Regions from separate parts of the Mus musculus genome. Here all the other regions are linked to region 1. The links are chromatin contacts, called in public HiChIP or PLAC-seq and promoter capture Hi-C maps. All regions are on one chromosome and are shown on one strand. The core of a region is the stretch at or near the end of the contact, and the rest is flanking DNA. Distances in the headings are between cores, read along the strand shown.

Region 1 (4,089 bases), core at 1,468-3,967:
TTTTCAAAGTCCTCAACTTCCAAAAGCTGCTGAGCGTAAGATGAAGGTAAAAGGCCATGAGGTAAGTGTTTGTCCTAATACCAACGTACTGCTTAACGGCCCATCCCCCATCACCTGAATCCCATCCCTGTCAGTCTTACCTTCTTCTTGAGCTGGCTCATGACATCAGCCAGGGCCCAGCTGCCATCATACATGCCCTCCTTCTCAGTGAAAACAAAGTCAGGGTTGAAGTCAGCACTGCGGTTCTTCTGCAAGGCTTTCTGCTTGCGGCCCAGCACAATGGGTCCCTACAAAGAGGAGAAGTGGGAGTGACAGTGACTGGCTGAGATGGAGGGAGGGGGCCTGAGAAACTCACAGCTGGAAGCACGGGTGGACCAGCTGGAAAAGCCTACCTGGGGTCAAATCAACACATAGAATACAAAAGAAACGAGGCAGTGGTGGCTGTAGGGCATGCCTCTAATCTCACAACTAGGGAGGCAAAGGCAGGTGCATCTCTATGAGTACCAAACAGCCAGGGCTACTTGGGAGAACCTGTCTCAACATAGATGAATAAACCTTAAGCTGGATGTGGTGGTGCACACCTTTAATTCCAGCACTTGGGAGGTAGAGGTGTCAGGCAGATGTCAGTCAGCCAGGGTTGACACAGAACCATGTCTCCACATCTCCAAAACTTCTGAGAAGGCAGAAACTGACATCTCTGCAGAAGCTGACTGGTCAGCTGACCCTCCCTGTTAAGTCCTATGTTCCAGTAAGAGAATGGTTTCCAAAAACAAAGTGGACAGCTCCCAAGAAATGACAGACACTTGATATACATTAACCTCTGGCCTGCTAACACATGCTTGTACCTACACACATATACTACACTTGCAAGAGTGTAGACACACACATGGGGGTGAGACATGGGGGATGGGGAGTGTAATAATGGCCAGTATAGTCTAGCCAGTGAATTCCATACCTATGTAAGATCCCGTCTCTAAGCAAGGTGGACAACTGGAGTAACAGCCCACAAAGTTGTTCTCTGGCCCCACACACGTGCATGTGAACAAGTACGCGCACAAGAACATGTACACAGGCACACATATGAATGTGCATAAACAATGCAAACAGCAACAGGACCGTCAGAAGCTCAAATGTATCCAAGATCCAGTTTCAAAAGGAAACACAAAACTGATACAGAATTGGATACCAACAAGCTTCTTACGGAGTGAGGCACTGCTCTAGTTCTGCCTTACAGAGCAGGTAATACATGAGCTAAGTCTCTCCCGGCCACCACCCAGTACATGCCAGGAGAGACAAAGTCATCCTCCATCCTGGACACCAAGGTACTTGCTCCCAAACCTGGATCGATTTAAAATGCCTCATGCCAATGGCAGACATCAGAAAACTGTTGTCCTGTACAGTGGTAGCCCGGAGGGAAGCGGAGGCAGCAGGAGGGTTCCAGAATGAAACCCTCCTGTTGTGGAGAGAAAAAAAGCCAGAGCAGACTGAGACATCTAGACACATGGTTCACAACCTTCCCAACCCAGATGGTGGTGACCCCAAACCATAAAGTTATTTCCGTTGAGACTTCATAACCATAATTCATTACTGTTATAAATCATAATGTAAATATCTGAAATGAGATCCTAGGGTCCCCAGGGTCTGGAGCCACAGGTGGAGAACTACTGAGGGAAGCCTTCCAGGCAGAGAGCAGAAGTGTGAAGAGAAGCTGGGCACACCTTTAATCCCAGCACTCAGGAGGCAGAGGCAGGCAGATCTGAGTTCGAAGTCTACCGAGGTAGGTCCAGGACAGCCAGGGCTATAGAGAGAAAGCCTGGGGGAGTGGGCTGGGTAGAGATGTGAAAGGCTCTGAGCAGAAAAAGAACACAAGTTTCTAAGACATGAAATGGAATGGTATGTCGGTGTTGCCAGGACAAGGAAGGCTGCTGAGGGTCAAATGGCAGAAAAGACAACAGAGCCTGGCCTGACTCTGAAAGCCACAAAAACTTAGCTGCATGGCTGGAACCACTCAGACCACTGAGACCACTCAGCTACTTGGTAAGGAGACCACCAAGCTGGAAACTGAAGTATGTGAGGGGCACAGGTTTGCAGGTGTGCGGGTGGGACTTGCAAAGACCGGAGTGTGGATGGACAGAGGGATAGAAGCCTTGGACAGACGCCTAAACTGACCAGCAGAGCTCCAAACGACCTCCCAGCAACATCCTTAAAGACTGGAGCCTTAGACATCAGCTTTCTCGGAATCGGACTGCAGAGGGCCTGGGCCATCCTTAGTGTCGTGTGAGGCTGGCTGACGCCGGTGTGAGGCACTGAGAGTTTGGGTTTGGGTCTTTTTCTCTCGCCACTCACCCTGGAGCCACTTTCTCAGGGCTACATCCCCACCGCCTAGCATCACTAGAACCCCCTTGGGAGGCTTGATGGATAGGTGGGAGCATGTGTCCCCGACTGGGCAGGAAGCAAGACTGACTTCGCCTGCGAAGTTCGACTCCGCACAGCTTGGTGACACGGCCTGCATGGGGACACCTGAGCACGCTGAGGAGGGCCTGGGGCCCGCAGCTGGTTCCCGGCCGCTCCCGCCCACGGCCCCTTCTCCCGCCGGCTCCTACCTCCTCCTCCTCGTCTCCGGAGTCCGACTCGGGCTCAACCGGCACCTCGTCATTCTCGCCGATGGTCCGGATGAAGCCGAGCTCCGCCAGCATGCTGAAGAAGCAGCCACTTCCGGACGTAGCGAGTGCGGCGCGCCGACACGACCCGCCTTTTCCGCGACCCGCTCGGCGTCGCGCGCATGTGCTTCACGTCACTTCCGCTCGGGGGCGGCACTTTGAGACTTCGCGGGCCTGCGTGGTTTCCAATAATAAAATCAAATGGGTGGGGCGTTGTTTAGATTAGAAAACTACTTTGTTTTGGGAAAGAAATAGAAGTCTGAGAGTGTGTAAAGGTGAGGGAAAAATTAGAAGTATGTGTACATTTGGGAACTTAACAACAAAATGGTAGTCAGGGCTGCCATCTGGCTCAGCATGGCAAAGGCCACACTACTCCTGAGTGCGATCCCGGTACCTACAAGGGGAAAGAAGAGCTCGGAATCCAGAGTTGTCCTCTGATCTTCACACCCTTTTCAAGTGAACACGCCCCTCTGTATACACAATTATAATAATTAACAGGGGGCTGGATTCCTGGAGGGCTGGTTTAGTGGCTAAGAGCACTGGTTGCTCCTGCAGAAGACCCAGGTTTGATTCCTAGCACCCACAAGGTGGCTCACAGCTGTCTGTAACTCCGTATCTGACCTCTGCGGCCACTGGGAACATCTGGTGCACAGACATGTATGCAGGCATGATGCAGGCACATAAAAGTTTAAATAATAGATAATATTTTAAGGATGGTCGAATTGTAAGTTCTATTTTCTTTTCTTTTTTTTTTTTTAAAGATTTATTTATTATTATATGTAAGTACACTGTAGCTGTCTTCAGACCCACCAGAAGAGGGAGTCAGATCTTGTTACGGATGGTTGTGAGCCACCATGTGGTTGATGGGATTTGAACTCTGGACCTTTTGGTCTGTATCCCTTCTTTTCCACTGCCTCTGGTGAGTAGTAGACTACAAGAGAGGTTAAAGCATTTATGAACCATTATTAAAAGTACGGGTATGGGCTGGTGAGATGGCTCAGTGGGTAAGAGCACCCGACTGTTCTTCCGAAGGTCCAGAGTTCAAATCCCAGCAACCACATGGTGGCTCACAACCATCCGTAACAAAATCTGACTCCCTCTTCTGGAGTGTCTGAAGACAGCGACAGTGTACTTATATATAATAAATAAATAAATAAATAAAATCTTAAAAAAAAAAAAAAAAAAACATTAAAAGTACGGGTACTTGGGAGGCAGAGGCAGGCAGATTTCTGAGTTTGAGACCAGTCTGGTATACAAAGTGAGTTCTGGGACAGCCAGGGCTATATAGAGAAATCCTGTCTCAGAAAAAAAAAAAAAAAAAAAAAGCCAGGCATGGTGACACATGCCTTTAATCCCAGCACTTGGGAGGCAGAGGCAGGCAGATTTCTGAGTTCAAGCCAGCCTGGTCTACAAAGTGAGTTCCAGGACA
Region 2 (3,815 bases), core at 307-2,806, 140 kb after region 1:
CCCCTCCCTCACTTAATGAATACCTTGTTTCACGCACCACTGCAGCTGCGCAAACACATCAGAGAGAAGCACTTCATGCAAAGCTTCGTAGAACTGGGTGAATACGTCACAAATAGCGTACAGTGCATGATTGCACGTGGTCGTCATCCACTCTGATTTCTGAAAGGAAAAAAAATGAATCTTCAAAACCAACATCTCTAGGGTAAGATGGCTGCTCTTGCAAGCCTGGCTGTCACTCACATAAGTATCGACATCTCAAACCTGACTGCTTCTGCTTGCTCAGAACTACTCTCTCCACCGTCAGATCCTACAGAAACAGTCAGGCGGGTGAGGAAATGTTTGCAGAAGAAAATGTCCACCCCTGTAACATTCAGACTCTGAAAACTGCATGGTGTGATAGGCTTCACTGTGGACTCACAAATATTAAACTGTCCCTTAAAATAATATGGGAAAATAAAGACAACTGCATACGGGCTAAAGAGATGGCTCAGCAGTCGAGGGCACTTGCTAGGCAATCACGAGAGCTGGAGTTCAGATTTCACAGCCTTGGAACAAGCTTACCGTCCCAGGCACCCATTGCCCCATGTGTGGGAAGGGCTGAGGGAATATGGCGCCGCTGGGGTTTGCCAAGAGGAGACAATGAGAGCCTCACATTCACCAGGAGAGCTTGACTCAAAGTAATAGTGGACTATGAAAGAGGCGGTCACCCAGCACCTTATCCTGCCCCCCCCCACACTCTTTCAAAAAATGACGGCATAAAAGTACCAGAGAAATATAAAAATGATTACACAATGACAGAAAAGAAAAGTGTCACGAATAGGGTTCTCAAAATAAAAGCCAGAAGGAAATGAAACTGAAGACCTGGTAACATAGCGTAAATAAAGACCAGCACAGGTGCTGGCCTACAGAGCCCCACCCCTGACCAAGAAGCCATCTGCAGCTGACAGTTGCCAGGAAAGGGAAATCCACTTTCCGCAATGGAGCGATACAGAGTGAGGAGTTACACTGTGTGTGTGTGTGTGTGTGTGTGTGTGTGTGTGTGTGTGTGTGTGTGTGTGTGTTTTTTAAGACAATGAGAAAGAACAAAGTTGGGTATGCGGGAAGAATGTGGGAACAGTTGGAGGAGGGGAAAACACAACCAAAATATACTGTGTGAGGAAAGTTTTAAGCTGGACGTTGGTGGTGCACATCTTTAATACCAGCATCTGGGAGGCAGAAGCAGGCGGATTTTTGAGAGTTTGAGGCTAGCCTGATCTATATATGGAGTCCAGAACAGCCAGAAAAAACTAAATAAAAAGAAAATAAAGATACCAATGAAAAAGTAAGACTACAAAGTGACCTTCGGGTCCACCCAGGCTGGAGGATGACACTGCCTCAAAAACAAAACACACAAGTGAAAAACCAACCAAACCCAGCCCCTCAACAAACAGAAGAGGAAGCAACTGGGAAAAGCTGATGACACAGGACAAAAAGCCAGGTCCAAAAAGCCAGGTCCCAATAGGAAGATGTGGTGATCAGTGGTGGCAGCCAGCCAGCCAGCCAGCAGAGCCTCTGCCCGTGCAGAGCACCGAGGTAAATGAAAGCAAAGGCTGGATAGTGTGGGGAAAGGGGAAGGCCCACAGTGCCCTGCAGACATGCAAGCCATGGTGTGTGGACATGAATGCAGAAGTTAGGCCTCCCGGATTCCTGTCCTCAATTACAAGGGAATTTAGGAACGCTCACTTCAGAGCGTCGCCCAGCGAGCATGAGGACTGAGTCCAATCCCCAGACCCCTAGAATCTGTGTAGAAAGCTATGCGGGGGCTGGGCATTGCAGAAACAAACCCTAGAGCTGGAGCACACGTGCGGACCACATGCTTCCTGCATGCTAGACAAGCATTTTTCTGAAATGAATATTTATCTATCTATTTATGATGAGGAAAAAATTACTCTAACATTAAAGAACAGGACAAATGTCTACACTAGGACTTCAACTGTATAAACTGTTTAAGTAGGAAAAGACAACATAGTGGTAGCCTCAGTTTCTATGTGATAGAGGTGTGAACTCTGTGTATCCGGAATATTTCATCTAGTGCATGTTATTTTTATGCTGGTATGAGGGGGAAATGATGTTCCTGAAATAATACATTAATAAAGGGCCAGTCAGGTAGTGATGGCACACACTCGTAATTTCAGCACTCAGGAGGCAGAGGCAGGTGGATAGCTATGACTGTGAGGCCAGCCTGGTTTACAAACTAAGTTCTAGGTCAGCCAGGGCTACACAAATAAACTCTGTCATAAAAAGACAAAAAAGAAAAAGAAAAGAAGACAGCTGTGCTTGTCTTGTCTGTGCATCTCTGCCATTGCTCTCGATCCTGCAAGACCAGGTCAGAGCGTGGCACACACAAGAAGAGCAGCCATGAGCCTGCAGAGCTGGCAGGCAGTGTCCAGGTCCAGGAGGGCAAACCATGAGGAACTTCCTCTCCCTTTTCCCAGAAAGGGATCTCCCAGAACTAGCTGACACTGGTCTAAGATGGTCAGTGCTTCTGTCCACTTGTAGAAGCATCTTAAATAGTTGTTAAGTTGTTAAACCCCTGTTATCTGGCAAGACAACCCCAAGGAGGAGGCCGGCCATGGGCCCATTACATCTACTCACAGGCCACACTGTAGACATCACCCACCTCTGACTGTTGCTCAGGGAGTTTCATGTTGTCAAAAATTCGAAACACGATTCTGAACAGGTCCTGCCACCAGTGCTTTGCAAAGGTGTGGCCATAGCTCTTCATAATCTCAAACATGACCGTGAGTCCCCTGGGGGAAAAATAAAGGAGAGCAGGGAGAAGGTGAGGAAGAAATGGCCAAACTGAGATGGAGGCAAGGGTCAGGGAGGGGAGGTGTGAACCTGGGGTGGGGTAAGAAGCGACTCATTTTAACATTGATGTCCAGCTGCCTTGGGGATCCAGTTACCTTGTGCGTACATCTAACTTGCATCTGTTAATGATGCAGGAGAGTTCAAACAGGATGGGAAACCAGCCTCTGACCCAGACCCTGTCACCAGGAGCCACATTCATATCATCACTTGTGTACTCTTGCAGCACCTGAAATGAAAATCATGTCTCAGATGTAGTGTAAGCAAGCAGGAGGGGTCAGAAAAGCAGCCACACAAAGACTGAGGCTCTAGACAATCTTTTCCCAAACTCTCTTCCGAAGTCTAGAAGGGGAAATCCCAGAGACCGAGGGAGACATTCCCCTGCCCACTGAAGGTGTCATTCCCATGAGCCTACAGACCAGAGGGAGGCAGCTCACAAGAGCACTGGGGCAGAGAGTGAATGTTACATTAAGAAACATGCTAAGGGGCTGGAGAGATGGCTCAGCTGTTAAGAGCACTGACTGCTCTTCCAGAGGCCCTGAGTTCAATTCCCAGCAACCACATGGTGGCTCACAACCATCTGTAATGGGATCCGATGCCCTCTTCTGGGGTGTCTGAAGACAGCTACAGTGTACTCATATACATAAAATAAATTAGTAAGTAAATCTTAAAAAGAAAAAGGAAAGATGCTAATGATCAACGGCTGCTAAGTACCCAGAATTCCTTGTGTTTCCAGAAATCACTGCGACATAGTACTCAATAGCAGCTACTACTAGTTACAAAGAGCTTGCTATGTGCCCATTTTACTGACAAGCTGCCTGGCTCACAGGCACTGACACCTAAGTGGTTGTCCATTATGTAGCCCGGCTGGGAGGATTTCCACAGCCTGGTGCAAACCTCCACATCAACTAGGATGTCTGTGTTCCCATCATTTCAATGCTTTGGAACCAACCCTTAATTGTTCCCAG
Region 3 (4,118 bases), core at 721-3,220, 250 kb before region 1:
TTTTCCCCGCTATTTATAGGGTGAGGGTGCTGGGTTTCTGTTTTTAGTGACTTGACTGACATTCCTCTGTGTGTGTGTGTGTGTGTGTGTGTGTGTGTGTGTGTGTGTGTGTGTGTGTGTAGGGGTGTGTGCTTTTTAGTGACTCCACTGACATTCCTGTGTGTTTGTGTGGGTGGGTTGTGTGTGTAAGTGCACTCGTGTGTACTTGTGTAGAGGCTGGACGGCTGATGTCTAATGCTTTTCTCAATCACTGCCTGCTTTATCGTTATGAGATGGGGCGGTCACTGAGTCAGGGGCTTGCAGTTTTAGCTAGCCCACCTCCCCTACTGTGCCTCAAAGCCCACCTCCCACAGTGACACCAACGTCTTCCAACAAGATTACATCTTCTCCAAGAAGCATATATGCCACTTATATATGCCACTTCCTATACCCAAGCATTCATGCACTTGTGTCTATGGGAGCCATGCCTGTTCAAACCACCACACAGGGTTTCTCCGTGTAGCCCTGGCCATCTTGGAACTCACTCTGTTATTGTGGGAAATATTTTTTTTTAAGATTTATTTATTGATTATATGAAAGTACACTGTAGCTGTCTTCAGATACTCCAGAAGAGGGAGCCAGATCTCATTACGGATGGTTGTGAGCCACCATGTGGTTGCTGGGATTTGAACTCTGGACCTTCGGAAGAGCAGTCGGATGCTCTTACCCACTGAGCCATCTCACCAGCCCTGTGGGAAATATTTTAAAAATCCAACTGACACGGTCGGGAGCTTGTGCCGGTAACTCTCTGCCCTGGCGGCCTGGTTGGCTATGCACTGGCGGCAAAGGCCGACCTGTTTTTATTTTGTGGAGACTCTGACTCAGAACTCCGAAATCTCTTCACCCAGCTCACTAGGTTCCCACTGGTGGATTACTGCCACGCCAACCCTGTGCTTCAAATCCCCCACAGCCTTTGTGGTGCATCTCAGGCAAACCCTCGCTTTGCTACTTTCTCTCTTAAACCCAGATGAGCCACTGTGTGAAGGAAAACACAACACAAACTTAGTTCAGAAACAACGGTAAATTAATCGCTGGGTGCAACAACTAAAATCCTAATCTTGTAAGCCTTATTAAATCTAAATCCTCGGGCTCGCATGATGGCTCAGTGGGTAAGAGCACTGACTGCTCTTCCAAAGGTACTGAGTTCAAATCCCAGCAACCACATGGAGGCTCACAACCATCTGTAATGAGATCTGGCGCCCTCTTCTGGTGTGTCTAAAAGACAGCTACAGTGTACTTATGTATAATAATAAATAAATCTTTAAAAAAAAAAATCTAAATCCTCCAGTGGTGAATCCTGACAGATCTGCCATTGAAACTGGGAGACACTTGTAACTACATCTTGTCCTCTTGTCCTCACGCTATCCCTGTCCAAAAAGATCTAACTCTCTCCTGCTTCCTCCGTCCAACCTGGAAGTCCCTCTTACTCACCCAGTGAATGGCTCTGTATTCATTAGGGAGTTGGTTCACAAGAAATCACTTGAGTGACTCACTCCTTGTCTGTAGTACCTCCCAGGAGAACAAACTTAACATCAAAATACAAACAACAACAGGCCCACCCACAACACTCTGTAGAGGAGGCTAGCCTCTAACTTAGAGGTCTGCCTGCCTCTCCCTCCCAAGTGCGTGGTTAAAAGTGTGCTGCCGAGCCGGGCGTGGTGGCGCACGCCTTTAGTCCCAGCACTTGGGAGGCAGAGGCAGGCGGATTTCTGAATTCGAGGCCAGCCTGGTCTACAAAGTGAGTTCCAGGACAGCCAGGGCTATACAGAGAAACCCTGTCTCGAAAAACCAAAAAAAAAAAAAAAAAAAAAAAGTGCCACAACTGTCTGGCCCTTCTTTGTTCTTGATAGACTCTATTTCCTAAAGGAAGCATGCATTGCCTTCCTGTGGCCGCCCACTGAGATCTGTAGGGGTCACCAGAGGTCAGAGGAGGCAGGAAATGGCAGCTGGAGGGTACTTTCTCTGCGTCCACCACTCAGGGCAGTGCTCCTCAGAGCAGCTGTCACTCTGTCACTCGGAGCTTGATGACTCTGCTGTCACACCCACTTCCTTCAAGCCTCAGGTAGGCCCTTATACCAACTACCTGTATCATCTGTATAAATGAAATATTTTGGGTCTAGGACAACAGTCTCCCGGCAGGTTTTTTGAATCAACTGTGTGTTTTCTCCACCACCACCACCCCCTCTTAAAAAAAAAAAAAAAAAAAAAAGAAAATCAAAACAGAGAGACAGAAACGTATCATTTTGTTCCCAAATACCTTTAAGGAAACCAAAACATATTTTAGATTCCACTCCTCCCCCAGGACCTGACCGCACTGGCAGTGGGGTGGCTCTGGGTGGCATGAACACCAAGGGAGGAGACACACTGTTTTTGCGAGTTGGGGACATTTTCTACTGACCTCTGACCTTTGGCCTTTCCCCCTCCCCCTGGATTGTGGGTTCTGTCTCTCTGTCTCTAAGCCTCTCGCTGCCCACACAGGCAGGAAGGAGAGTCCCCCGTAAGTATTTAGCTTCTCCAGAAGACGCCATCTTAGTCCTGCCTGCTTCCCTCTGCATCCCATTCTCTAGGCAGCACCAGTGGAGTAATTGGTGAAGGTCTGATGGTGTTGTGCTGAGTTTGGCCCCTCCTGTAATCTGTCACTCAAAGCCACCCTCAGTGGGTCTCTGTCTGCCCTCACCAGCACACCTGTATATGCATTGACAGCTGCCTCTTATGACCAGACACTGTGCCACACCCTGATCCCCAGCCCTCCCACACATACAAGAGGTCTGCCACCGAAGAGACTTCGTCATAGCTGAGGTTAACATCCATTGCTGAGTGGACAGGAGCTCTGTGTGTGTGTGTGTGTGTGTGTGTGTGTGTCTAGGCTCCCAGCTGCTCCCCTGTATGAGGTAATGATGTATGTGTCTTCACAGCAGTAAAACCCTAAGACACCCTGAGGAGGAGGGGTCAGTGGGTGAATGCGCTCACCATGTGAACGTGGGGACCTAAGTTCAGATCCCAGAACCTTCGAAAAAGCTGGGTGTGGCAGCACACATCTATAACCTCAGTGGGGGTGGGTAGGCCTAACTAAAACAGCCAGCCCTGAGCAATGGCTGCCTTCACCTGCACCTGTGTGGGGATATTGTCAGATGTCTCCACTGAGGGAAGACCCTGAGCAATATCCGAGAGAGAGAGAGAGAGAGAGAGAGAGAGAGAGAGAGAGAGAGAGAGAGCGCCATGCTGGAAAGCAGCAGAACTGAGACTTGAAGCCAGGCTTGTCTGAGACCAAGTTGTTCTTAACTGGGATATCAGCAGCGACTCAGCTGACAGAAATGTTGAGTGCTTCAGAATTCCTTGGGAATCCCTTGGGCGAAGCGGTGCAAATGGCAGGTCCCAGACACATGTGCCAATCAGCTCTGACAATCCTGCTGCATTGCCTGATGCTGCTGGTGTGTGGATCATACTTGGAAACAGGCTCTGGGGCCTCCATTGCTCTCTCTAAAGCCCCTCTTCCCACAAATGAGCCAGACCCTGGGTATGAAGCACCTCTCTCTAGTATGGAGAGTGCCTGGTTTCTGTTGACCGTGGGCATTTGCACTTGCTATGCTCCCTGTATGTAAGACCCTTGGGTCTCCTCTATTTTGCTGGAGGTTCCTGCAGACACCAGGCTGGGAGCTAGCATCCCCAATACAGTGTCAAATGGCAGGCTCATGGTACAAGCATGTTTGGCCGTCTCTGGGCCTCTGTTTCTCTTCCTTTTCTGAGGTCTGGCAGGGCTGGAGCTCACTATGCAGGCCAGGCTGACTCGGACTCACAGTGATCTTCCTGGCGCTGCCTCCCAGGAGCTGGGATTGAAGGCGTGAGCCTCCGCCGTGCCTGGCTTTCTCATTCCGCTTTTAAACCAGGAATTTAATCTTTTTATTTATTTATTTATTTTGCATCTTACTTATTTCCGTTTGTGTGCCTGTGCGCCTGTGTGTAGAGTTCAGAGGTGCACGTTCTCGTTGGAGGACACTGTGAGGAAATCAGCTCTCTCCCTCCATCATGTGGGTCCCAGCATGGAACGCAGACCATCCTGTTGGCCCCACACACATAGC

Evidence for each region. Promoter capture Hi-C pulls out the DNA fragments that hold promoters and counts their contacts. HiChIP or PLAC-seq counts read pairs in DNA pulled down with a chosen protein or histone mark.
Region 2: a promoter capture Hi-C map of the HPC-7 cell line shows a contact between it and region 1, with 2.3 times the contacts expected there. The contact joins the enhancer-like site here to the promoter of Ddx27 in region 1. A contact is called at or near these places in 4 of 39 promoter capture datasets (the HPC-7 cell line, hippocampal neurons, liver and 1 more), 12 of 484 Hi-C or Micro-C datasets (3T3-L1-derived adipocytes, astrocytes, cerebral cortex and 7 more), 2 of 115 datasets of contacts at active chromatin or transcription factors (both in embryonic stem cells) and 4 of 9 other capture datasets (adipose tissue, embryonic stem cells, liver and 1 more).
Region 3: an H3K27ac HiChIP or PLAC-seq map of embryonic stem cells shows a contact between it and region 1, with 6 read pairs. The contact joins the enhancer-like site here to the promoter of Ddx27 in region 1. A contact is called at or near these places in 4 of 39 promoter capture datasets (embryonic stem cells, pre-B cells and stem cell-derived epiblast-like cells), 1 of 15 datasets of contacts at CTCF or cohesin (large pre-B cells), 1 of 484 Hi-C or Micro-C datasets (embryonic stem cells), 2 of 115 datasets of contacts at active chromatin or transcription factors (embryonic stem cells and large pre-B cells) and 1 of 9 other capture datasets (pancreatic islet).

What each region holds. Positions count from the first base shown.
Region 1 is chr2:167,013,941-167,018,029 of GRCm38.p6, reverse strand. It overlaps Ddx27 (DEAD box helicase 27), which reads right to left and starts at 2,717. Exons shown (of 21, transcript NM_153065.3): 1 at 2,604-2,717; 2 at 141-287. The coding sequence starts at 2,696.
Region 2 is chr2:166,872,837-166,876,651 of GRCm38.p6, reverse strand. It overlaps Arfgef2 (ADP-ribosylation factor guanine nucleotide-exchange factor 2 (brefeldin A-inhibited)), which reads right to left. Exons shown (of 39, transcript NM_001085495.2): 29 at 2,946-3,076; 30 at 2,660-2,789; 31 at 24-159. Among named protein-coding and RNA genes, the nearest start is that of Cse1l, 31 kb to the left of the region's middle. Within about 2 kb of position 1,556, at least 72 of the 459 cell types and tissues checked have an H3K27ac peak or open chromatin away from gene starts, as enhancers often do. A contact at or near this core is called in the HPC-7 cell line, muscle stem cells, myocytes and 1 more, where this site is marked.
Region 3 is chr2:167,263,888-167,268,005 of GRCm38.p6, reverse strand. No RefSeq gene overlaps it. Among named protein-coding and RNA genes, the nearest start is that of Ptgis, 25 kb to the right of the region's middle. Within about 2 kb of position 1,970, at least 7 of the 459 cell types and tissues checked have an H3K27ac peak or open chromatin away from gene starts, as enhancers often do. A contact at or near this core is called in embryonic stem cells, where this site is marked.